Linked DNA regions of Gossypium hirsutum: regions 1 and 3 are each linked to region 2. The links are chromatin contacts, called in public Hi-C maps. All regions are on one chromosome and are shown on one strand. Each heading gives the region's core, a stretch centred on a gene start, on an enhancer-like site or on the middle of the called end of the contact. The rest is flanking DNA. Distances are from core to core; before and after follow the strand shown.

What was found. Hi-C and Micro-C count contacts between places; a contact is called where the count stands out from the background.
Region 1: a contact with region 2 is called in a Hi-C map of leaf, with 2.2 times the contacts expected there. The contact joins the promoter of LOC107888891 here to the promoter of LOC107888893 in region 2. A contact is called at or near these places in 2 of 34 Hi-C or Micro-C datasets (callus and leaf).
Region 3: a Hi-C map of leaf shows a contact between it and region 2, with 2.0 times the contacts expected there. The contact joins the enhancer-like site here to the promoter of LOC107888893 in region 2. A contact is called at or near these places in 5 of 34 Hi-C or Micro-C datasets (callus and leaf).

What each region holds. Positions count from the first base shown.
Region 1 is chrA09:54,208,384-54,212,319 of Gossypium_hirsutum_v2.1, reverse strand. It overlaps LOC107888891 (putative ion channel POLLUX-like 2), which reads right to left and starts at 1,531. Exons shown (of 24, transcript XM_016813151.2): 1 at 1,263-1,531; 2 at 173-288. The coding sequence starts at 1,351.
Region 2 is chrA09:54,607,056-54,611,305 of Gossypium_hirsutum_v2.1, reverse strand. LOC107888893 reads right to left here and starts at 2,591. Exons shown (of 5, transcript XM_016813154.2): 1 at 2,231-2,591; 2 at 1,811-1,925; 3 at 1,213-1,302; 4 at 265-363. The coding sequence starts at 2,298.
Region 3 is chrA09:54,915,437-54,919,108 of Gossypium_hirsutum_v2.1, reverse strand. It overlaps the pseudogene LOC107889990. Among protein-coding and RNA genes, the nearest start is that of LOC107888866, 31 kb to the right of the region's middle. Within about 2 kb of position 2,253, at least 1 of the 9 cell types and tissues checked has an H3K27ac peak or open chromatin away from gene starts, as enhancers often do. A contact at or near this core is called in leaf, where this site is marked.

The DNA.
Region 1 (3,936 bases), core at 282-2,781, 400 kb after region 2:
ATACTCCTTTGACATAAAAATCCGAAATTCCAAATTTAATGATTCACCTATGTGATAGATCTTCAACAAAGGGTGATTAGAACAATAAAAGTTCCACAGTTAACATCAAAAGATAAAGACCAAGCACAACCATCAGTTTGACAAACTCTTGATGCAGATGGCTTGGACTCACCTCTACCGTTTACAAATTTATGCACATTGTTAGATGAAGAATTGTTCAACCAAAAACTGCATAGTACTGATTTCCGGAAAAATATCATATTCTTCGAGCCTCTAATCCCGTGTGTTCTACAAAAAGAAAAAAGAAAAGGCAACTACATAAACTGAAAAAGAAAGAGCAAAACTTCAGACCACATGCTATGTTGGATAAGCTAAATAATTATCCAATTGATCAGGCAAAAAGACAAGGGAAGAAAAACCAATTTTGTCTATGATGGAACGGTTTTAACCTCGAATCCACTACTTGCAGAACCAGCACAGCCATGCTACAAGAACTGGTCAACCATTTTGTAGCTTTTAGAAAGTGCAACAGTAAAAAAACTTGCTATGTTACTTGGGTTGGTGTGTAGTCCCGAGTATGGATGTGTCCAACAAAAGTATATTTAATTTTCTAAGTTTTCCATGTATTTGAAGAGTCCTTTGAGAGTCATATCCATATTTGTGTCTGGCCATGTGGAGGACATGAGTACTTCGGTTTAACTATAATGCATGCTACTGTGATATACGTACTTTAGAAAACTGTAATGTTATTATTCGGGTTTCGATAATGAGTGCCCTTAGAGCAGTCTTTAAGGTGTAAAAGCGTACAACAGTCAAATATATTCATAAAATTGAAGAGTTTGAGCATCATAGAACATGTTATATATAATGTCAATGTTTCGGAGAGTTAGCAAACTTGGCAGACCAAAAACTCATAAAGGCACGCCACCACCACCCCCAACAAAAACCAAACCTATAACAGCATACATAATTATATAGAGAATTAGTCCATTAACATTGAAGAATTAAAGAAAAAAATAGGGTTTGTCTGAATCAATTAAACTAAGTTTGGGGAGGATAACTGGATACAAACCAATTGAACTAAAATTCAGCCCACTTCCTACTTAAGGACAATTGAATGAACTAATTGAAGTAAGTTTAGGGTTTAAAAAATGGAGTGTTTTAAGTTCATAAGACGAGCAGTAATGCATTATTACCAGAAATTCAATGAAACCCAACTTCAATAACTCATGTTCAGAGCAAAGAAAAAGATACAAAAGTACCTAGTAGAAGAGGATGGTTGAGTGAACTTGGAAATTGTTGGAGACAACCACCATGGCTGAGGGCTTTGAAACTGACAAAGATGGATCATCTTTGCTTCACTTTTTTCTTGGTGAGAGGGCCGAAAAGAGAAACAAACTAAAATTTATTAGAAAAAAGAAAACTTGAAATGTAGATAAACTTTTTGTTATAAGAAAAATATGGACAGAAAGTGGAGTTAGAAATATGAAATATGAAGTTTTAAGACAAAAATGAGAGCCAAAAAAATTTTGGAAGGAAGTGAAAGTGGACCAGTACTTAGAGGCAATAAGCATGTGCTCATTACTTATTAATTAGCCACGTTGTAGAATTTGAGATAAGATACACTATAATTGTATCTAAATACCCAGTGAGATTCATATTCTTCACAAAAGGTTGGGCCCGGGTTAGATTCGAGTCCGTAATTGTTCACAAAAGGTTGGGCCCAGATTAGATTTGAGTCCCTAATTGTAATGATTAGGTTTGTTTTTCATTTTAAGTCAATGTTTTGTGTGAGTTTTTGTTCAATTTTTCAGTTTTTCATCCGTTGTTCATTGTATTAAATGGACTCTACTTTATAGTTGGTAGGATTATATTTGTATTTATAATTATATTTTGGGCTAAATTGTATAATAAAAATTTTATATTTTCATATATTTTAATTAATTTTCATCTTTTATTTTTAAGAATTTAGTTTAATTTAAAAATTCAGGTCTAATTGTTGACATTTTAAAATTTCTTCACTTAAATATGTTGGTTGGCATTTTAAAATAAAAAAAAATCAACTAGTAATCATGTAAAGAAAAAATGACTTTATAATCTATTTGAATTTAACAAAGAATTTTAATGGTGTTGATAATTTTTAAAAATTGATATTAATATTTTAATCAGAATAAAGTATTAGACAAACTAATGACATTATAAAAATTGAAGTATCAAATTATGTAAAAAAATTAAAGCATCAAGGTTAAATCTCAAACTTGAGAATAATAAAAAAATCAAAACTGAAATTTAACTATTATTACATAATATTAAAAAAAAACAAAAGTTTTAATTAACAATGAGGCCTTGTCGTAGTTGGCGAAAGTAGAGACTCTTAGTCTTAAGTGCCTTGGTTCGATAACTACCATATGTAGTTAAATGTTTAGAATTTCAAATCCCACCATAAGTTGTTGTCATATATAAGTTTTAGTTCAGTTAATCAGTTCATAGAATGCTTATGCAGTAACATTTTGATTATTGTCCTAGTTTTAGTTCATTTGTGCTTTAATAATTTAATTCCACATTTAATAGTTTAAAAATTATATAAAAATATAAAAAATAAAAATATTTTTATAATATTAATTACCTTTAAAATAAAGATATTTTAATAATTTTACAATTAAATTATTGTCAAGTTAACTTATGATGAATTAGAAGTTACACTTGCAGCTACTCTACTTTAATATTATGTATTATATAAATTAATATAAATTAGGGATAAATCAATTATTATGTTACTATGCAATATGTTGCATGAAATTTAAGATAGTGTTTTAATTGAATTCATTACAAACATATAAAAAATATATTATCGAGAAATGCGTAGTTTTTAATTATCATTCGACATCTGGCATTGTGACTACGTAAGTAGCAACACTAATTTTTTGATCGTTGTATAGCATATATTGTATTTGTTTTTCTGAATACTTAATAGTTAAAAGATAATTTAAATGGAATGGAACAATAAGTTTAGAAATTATAAATAATGGTAAATAGGAAACAATTGTAGTTGTTTAGAGTTTACCTTGTATTTCAGATAAAATATGGTTGATGTCGGAACGAGAAAGAGTCGATGTTCTGACGACATGACACAGACATCATAATGAGAAGATTCACCACGCTCGACGACACGATGAAAGGCGTCCTGAAGAGACAGAATACCATGTCATGACATGATCCTCACTTAATTGGGTTTTTTTCTCCTAGTTAAACTTTGTTATATTTTCCCAGTCTAACTCTAATTATTTTAGAGATGTTTTAGTCATATTTGTACATGAATTTCAGCCTATAAATAGGCTTCTTAGCAACCCTAGATAGTTTAGAATAACAATAACAAAATTAAGCGAGAGTTTGTGAGAATTTCGGGAAATCTTAATATTTCGGGTTCATGGTTTATTTGTTTCTCCATTTTGAACTCCCATTTTTCGATTTTTTCTGTTTTAGTGATTTTTTCTTTGCCCATGATTTTTTATCCTCTTCGGAGGGGTTTTTCCACATAAATATTTTTGTCTAATTTTCTTGGTTTTTGTTTGTGTTTGCTACATAATTTGGGTTCGTCCCAACAAATTAGTATCAGAGCTCGATTCGATTTTCGTATTCAACCTGTTCAGAGATGGAAATGAGGTACGATATCAAGAAGTTTGATGGGACTACAAATTTCAGCTTGTAGCAAGTTCGGATGACAACAATTCTGGTTCAGAATGGTCTAAAAAAGGTCGTTGTAAGGCAAAATGCCATAGATGCGAATCAAACAGAGTGGGAGGAACTTGATAAGAAGACACTGCCAACAATTCAGTTGTGCCTCACTAACAATGTATTGCAAGATGTACTTACGGAGAAGACAATAGCAGCCTTATGGAGGAAATTTGAAGCCCTTTATATGAAAAAGTCCTGCGC
Region 2 (4,250 bases), core at 1,342-3,841:
ACCTTAAAAGTCAAGTTGAAATACCTAATTGGACAAAAAAAAACCTTAAGTACTAACATGAACCATGAAGCGAAATTCAAGTATAAAAATGTATATTTACTAATTATTGTCCACTATCATTTAATAGAAACCGATGCAAAATTCAAGGAGAGAAATTATAAAATAACTAAAACACAATACGGCACAAATATACGTATCAAAATTGTATTAATATAAAATGCCTATACATCAACCCTCATTCCTTGAGGAAATATAAATACCAACCTGTGAGAACTTCGTAAAAAGAAGGCCAAATTCTTTCTTCTCCTTCTCGTAATTGTAGAAGTCATAAACAATGGGAGTAAGAATGAGTTGATGCAAAACCTACAAACGAAGTATATTGTTGTTATCATTTGAATTTCAAAATACACCGTACTCGTTTGAATATCTATGGATATTTTCTTTGAATTGCAAAATACACCGTACTCATTTGAATATCTATGGATATTTTCTTTTTTCTTTTAATTACTATTTGGATGAATTCAAAGCGGATATAAATATAAACTTTCTTATATTGAGTCTATTTTACTTTATCGCAAATAATGAGTCTCCAAACCTATTTGTTATCTGCTTTGTTTTAAATATATTTAATGAATTTAAATATCTAACAAATAATGCTATTTTAATCAAATGTCAGTACAGATCTTAAACAAATTTTAGTTTTAAAGCAATTGTGCATATTCAAATTTGAATATTAATAATAATAATAATAAATGTTCTACCTACTACCAGCTCTCTATATAAATATAATTAATTTTTGTAAACATATTTGTGAAACTTCACGTTTTAATAATGGATTAATATTTATTACACTGACAATGTATATTTTTATTCTACAATCAATCTTAAAAAATTGATATGTATTTTTTAAAATTATTTATTAAAAAAAAACTTTACAAATTTTGATTATGCCATTTGTTTTTAAAATGTAATAAAATAATAATTGAAATAATTTAATCAAAATAAAAAATCTTAAATTAATGTTGTAAAGAAAAGTTTCTTTTATGGGCTAAAATAATAAAACTGCCCTTAAACTTTATAAACTTAATTTTAAGAACACCTCCATACTTTTACTACACTTAAATAAGTGACCTCGTATATTAAGTTTAACCCCAGATAAGCAGTAGCACCAAAAGAAAAGAAAAGCCGGAAAAGTAGGGTATAAAAACATACCAGAAGATAAGCTCCGATGGTGCTGCCAAAGGTAAAGAGAATACTCCCAACACCTTTAAAGGCTACAGCAGCAGCAACCACATACTTGATCTATAAATAATAACCCAAAGAGTTAAGACATTTGAAAAGCTTTATATAATCGTATAATAATAGGGTTTGTTTTAGAGATAATAACGGTTCGAATAGGATTTATTTTTAAAAAAATAAATCGGTGGTTAACGTGCAGTATTTTAATTTTTTTTTTTAAAAATGAATCAAATATCAAGATAATCGAATCGATCTGAACCTAATTTCACCTATTCAGATAGATTTAGTTTATCAGTTTTTAAATTTTAAACAAAAAGAAAAAAAAACTTCTATGATCATTAGTTTAAATATAAAATATTTATTTTCAGATTATAAAAACTTAGCAAATAATTACAAATTAATAAAAATTCAATTTGATTCAAATAATTGTTTTTTTTTAATAGTGAACAAAAATCAAATTGAACCAAATAAATTTATAATATCCAAACTAAAATAGATCCGAACTGAATGCACTACGGATAGTTTAGGCATGATATTTAAAAAACACATCTCGAAGAATAGCAATTCTTACATCAAATTCAGGCACTTGCAACCCTGTGTGAGATGAGACAGTCTTTGAGAAGACGTTGAACTTTGGCCTCAGCTCCTTCACCGCTGGACCACCATCGACGCCAAATTCATTGAACCTGAACAAATTAACTATTAGACTTAATGAAGAGCTAAGTTTATATATTCATCATTTGACTCAAAATTGAATATACATTAAAAAAAACACTGAATAAGTATAAATAGTAGAAATATATATTTGCTCAGTCTTCCAAATGTAAATCAAATAAGAAAGAAGTCATCATTAATTAAAGTATAAATAAACTTTTAAAAGTTCAGAAAAACTAAATCAAGATCTAAACTATCTCGCTTCTTTTTACTCTTTTCGCGAGAATCACATTAGAAAACACAAAAAAGAAATTACAGATCTGGAAATGAAGCTTACTCTTGCCAAGCAGAGAGGATGAACACTGACGCAAAAAGAACCCTTCCGATGAAAGAAACCAGCGCCATTTTTCTGATTAATATCTTCAAAGAATATATAGAAAAAATCTTTAAAAAAATGTTCTCGAAAATGAGAAGAAATTGCTGTCGGGAAGCAGAGACAAGAGAGTAAAGAAAATGCAACAGCCGGCAATTTTTATAGAGAGAGAGGAGAAAGTTCTGAGGAAGAAAAGACGTACTCGCGCGAGTATGATAATGTTTAAACACTCGCGGAAGATACGGTGGGAAACACGTCGATTTAACCAATCAGTTTCACTGGTTCGAGAAATGGAAAGGGATGACGTGGACGAAAGTGGGGAGCGAGTTCAGTTATTGGTTACCACAATTTCCTTATAGTTTAGTTTAATTTACGATCGTAGCCATCACGAGATCCGTTTTTATTTTAATTTTTTATTTTTCTTGCTTTTTATTTTGCCGGTCTTTTGGTTCAACTTTTTGAAATTTGAATGCGGTAGTATGTGCAAAAAGTTCCCCTGAAAAGCAAAAGGAAATTTAACAAAGATAAAGAATTTTATTAATATCAATAAATTTTAAAATGATTTATAATTTTAAATTCTATTCAAAAATATATTAGATATTTTTTTTGTGATACAAGAGATTAAATAATAATAATAATAATAAAACTTAAGTACTATATTCCACACTCAACCATATCTTCAAGAAGGAAACTTTTCGTCCTAGACAAAAATCTTTTAAAGGCATGCAATTCAGGCATCATACTTCATATGGTTGTTATATACGGAGATACATAAATTTGATAATTTTATCTATATGGTATTTAAATTTTTTTTGAACCTAATTAATACCTAAAATTGATAACTATAAGCTAAAATGGTACTTTTTAAAGAACCTTAATGACACTATTAACTTTTATCAATCTGACCAATAATTATGCATCACGTGTCCAATTTTATCAAATCACTTAAAATACTATTTATATATTCAAGAATTTAAATAAAATAATTTTTAAATAAGTGTACGTGTCTCAAGGTTAATTATTTTCTTCTCTAAAATGGCAATGGCTTCAAGCAGTGGCCTAGAAATTATCCATGTGTTCTTTCTTTTGTATCTCATGTTTTGAGTTTACAAAGACGGACTCATCTAATTACTACGAAAAGTGGTAACAGTGCCATAATCCGACAGCCCTCGAACCAACGATTGATCTAAAGACACATCGATGCCTCTCTCATCGTCGACTCATCATTTCCTCTCCAAAACTGATGTGATCATGGGCACGAGCACTGTGTTGAATTCCAAAGAGTCTTTGAAAGTTGAAATTGGGCCAAATGTTAATGGTTCATTTGCACAAGGAATGTCTAGGACCTTATAAGATCCATTACAAGTGCCTATTAGGCCAATCACAAGGGCTCGAGCTAAACAATTTAGAGAAGCTCTCAATGGCACGATTTGTGGGCTTTAGAACAATGGTCAAAGTTAGTCACCTTCAAGATGGGTCGAATGTTGTTCTAAGAATGGTTCATGTAGTCCAAATGTTGAATGAACATCCAAGTGGGCTTGGGTTACCCATTTGACCACATTGAATTATTTAGAACACTTCTTTATCTTTTATTAATACTTTAATAAGCATTGCATTTCATTTTGACCGCAGCTTAGCTAGTTTTTATTTGTGTGCTTGAGTAAGTGCGTGTTACTTAAGCTTATGTTGTGTGTTTTGTTTTACAATATGGTTGTTATTTTGTTTTATATTAGTATAAGTCACGTTTATATGTTTTAGTTATGTTAAAGTGTCATATACGTGTTAATTGTCTTTTCTTGTCACTTATGTTAGTTAAATTGTTGCCTTATTCTAAAATGATCTAATGGCACTTCTATTTATACCATTTTTAAGTATATTCGGCTGGCCATTCAAGTATCCTATGCCCCCTTGCATTTCATCTGGATTCATGCACAAGCAATATTCAAAGATCCTATAAGTTCAAGCATTCATCAAACCTTAAGTG
Region 3 (3,672 bases), core at 1,004-3,503, 310 kb before region 2:
ACTGGCTATATATAAAATATCTATCCATCAATTAAATATTAAAAGAAAATTATAAAAAAAATTCAATAGAATCAATACATTAAATATTAGAAAATGAAAGAAAATATTAGTTCAATAAAATCAATGCATTAAAATGTTTAAAAAATTAACTCAAAATAACCCATAATCACTTAGTAGGAAGATGGATCTAAATGAGAAATTTGTAAATTAATTTAGAAATTGTAAAATGAAGTTTGAGTAATTCGAAACATGAAGCTAACCAAATTCAAACATTTAATGCTTAGATTTAAAGTAATGCTTGATTCATGGAAACCCTAACCAATTATATATAAAAAAAATTATCACAGCACCAAATTCAAACCCTAGTGCCTATCTTTCAACCATATATTTATAAATTTCAATAAGTAAGTTCAGCTATATAGTGAGCTAACCATCCAATTTAATTACCTAAATTATAAAGAATTGGTTATTTTAAACTTATTATACTATATATTTGTTAATAATGTAAGATTACTAACATTGTAAACTAATATCTTATATAAATTTTGAGAGACTCATGTATTCGTACCATGCTCACGTCATGTAATTATGTCAAAATTGATATTTACATATCTTTTATTAATTAGATTTAATAAAAACATTATCGAACACAACCTGGGAAACATAAAAAAAACATAATATGACACAAAACTAACATGCACACTATATGAACATCTCAAAACCTATATAGTACAACATGAAATAGTTTACACAAACATGATTAAACCTATATTGCTTCTTGAGTGTGAAAGACAGATACAGATGTGTTCGACATGTATATGATCAAACTTTCTAAAGTTTTTTTATGTAGTTAGATATCCCTAAAAATCACATCTTATATATGTATGTCTGACAAACATTTCAGAAAAATGAATATTCAAAGCTTCAAATATAAATAACTAATTTTTTATCCTCTGTGATGCATGGGTTGTAAGTGTGTTTTATAAATTTATTATTTAAATAATTCTATGTTAAATAAAATTATTTGATTAAACAATATTTAAAAGATATAATCAATATTTGAAATATACTTAAGTTTTTGAAATATAATATACTAGTTTTTTATCTCGTGTGTTGTACGGGTTGCTTGTGTGTTTTATAAAATCATTATTTAAATAAAATTATTGATAAAAAAATATTTAAAAGATATAAATAAATTAAAAAATATAAATAAGTGTTCGAAATATAATATGGTAGTTTTTTATCCTATGTGATGTATGGATTGCTCGTATGTTTTATAAAACTGTTATTTAAATAACGATATATTAAATAAAATTATTAAAAAACAATAATTAAAACATATAACCAAATTAAAAAATATACTTAAGTTTTTAAAATATAATATATTTATAAGGTTAAGAATATAATTTATGCTTTAATTATGAGGAAGTAAACTTGAAAGATAAAATTGTTATAATAAAGTTTAAAATAAATTTTATTTTAAAATTTTTAATCTTAGAAATCATATTATATATATCTAATAATTTTTTAATTTTAGAAATAAAATTTTAAATAATATATTTTGGTGGTACAAAATAAAGTGTTGAATAACATAAAAGCATATATTTGACTTATTTAAAAATAAAAAATAATTCACTAATTTTTTTGTAATATGAATAGCGTTTTTAAGTAGAAGTGAAATATTTAAAAATTATTACATAAAATAAATTAAATTATATAAAAGTTTTTAAAAATTTTAAAAATCAATTTTGAGGGAAAAAGAAATTAATTATTATTAAATTTATTTTATATTAAATACAATTAAATGCAATATAATAAATAAGATATATGAACTTAGATTTCGAATATAAAAGAAGTAATCATTTAATATCTATAATTATGAAATAAATATTTGTTTTTTGATAATAGTATTTATCTTTATGAAAAACATTAAAATATTTTTAATATTAGTATAGATATTATTTAACTTTATTTATATTTATGATAAATGTTTTATTATGAAATTTAAGCTATATTTGTTGGTTTTGGATATCTGTGATTCTGTGGTCTTTTTCATGCAGTATCCAAAGGCTTTTTGCAGAAACCCATGTGGTTTTCTAATGGATGTTCGTTTGAATGCGTCCTCTCTGAAATCTCCACTACTTTTTATAATTTTAGGACAATAATTGCTCAATTCAGGCTGACAAAAGGCAATAGATTTGGTTTTTTCCTTATTCTTCTTGTTTTCCTCAGGCTAAGACCTCCTAAGTCACATTCTATGAATGTGATTGGTTGGTAGAGAAATCGTTTGAGAAAAAAGCAGGAGACGAGAAAGCCCCATCCGTCATCACCCAAATACTTATGGATTTTCATAAAAGGATTTTAAATTATATTTTTTATTTATGATCGCAATATTTGTTTAAGGTCTAAAATTAAATTTTATTTTTTATAATAATAAAAATATCATTTTATTATTTAAATAGTTTATTCTTTATAATTTTTAAATGATTAAATTAAATTTTTATCATTTATTAAAAGATCAAAGTGTAATTTTAAGTACGTCCCTGTTTAAGATAAATATTTTTGAATTTTGAAATTTAAATTATATTTTCAAAGAAGCAATAAAAAATTATTTCAATTAAATTATGTAAGAAATTTTTTAACTTCAATCTAAATATTAAAATGAATAAATTAATTAATGGATGCAAAAATGATATTTTTTATAATATTCAGACTTTATTTTTTGACATTATCTCTGATAAAATTATAATGATATTTTTAAAAAGAAATCTAAAGATAAGACAATTAAATAAATTGGATATGAGAAAGAATTGTATGAAACATGAATATTATCTCTTTTCTATAATTACATCAGTAATTTTATCCTGAATCTTAGAATTTTAATTTGGACTTGATTTTTGTTTAAATGAAAATATTGATGTGACATAAAATTATTAGAAAAGAGATACGACATCACTGTTTCATGTAATCTTTTCTCAGGCTATATAAAAAATTTAAAAAATGAAACATTTTGAATATATATTTTTTAAAAAATTTCTACTATATAATCAAATTAACTAAATTTAAATCTAAAAGCAAAATATAATTTAAAATTTTATAGAGATCACATTTTTTTTATTTGAATATTTTATATTTATATCAAATAATTTATTTATAATTTTAAATTATCTTCTATTTTTTTTAAAATAATAGAAGTAAATAAAATTTGTGTGCGTCTTTTTCCATATTTAATCGCGTGTCTTTTTTATAATGTAAATATCTTCTATTTTTTTTTATTTGAATTCAGGTTTGTTTTTAGTTGTACATCATGTTTATTTTAAAATTTATTTTTAAAATGATAAGTTTTTAACGTAAATTTATTTCCAAATGGTCAACTATTGAGATGATTTAATCTGAAATTATAAAAAAATATTAAATAATTAAAATTAAAAATTATTGAGATAATTTATTATATATTTTTTAAAAATATAAATTTAATAAGTGAGATGTCAATAATATAAATATGTTATGCTCGATTTTAGACTTTATAATATAATATGTATATAGCAATAAAATACCTAAATTATGATATTAGGGTTAAAGTTAAGGTGGGCTTGCCTGCATCATATCGTCCAAATTTACAAGCCCCACGGACAGGATTAACATCAAGCCGGTTTGATAGAGGATTTGAAG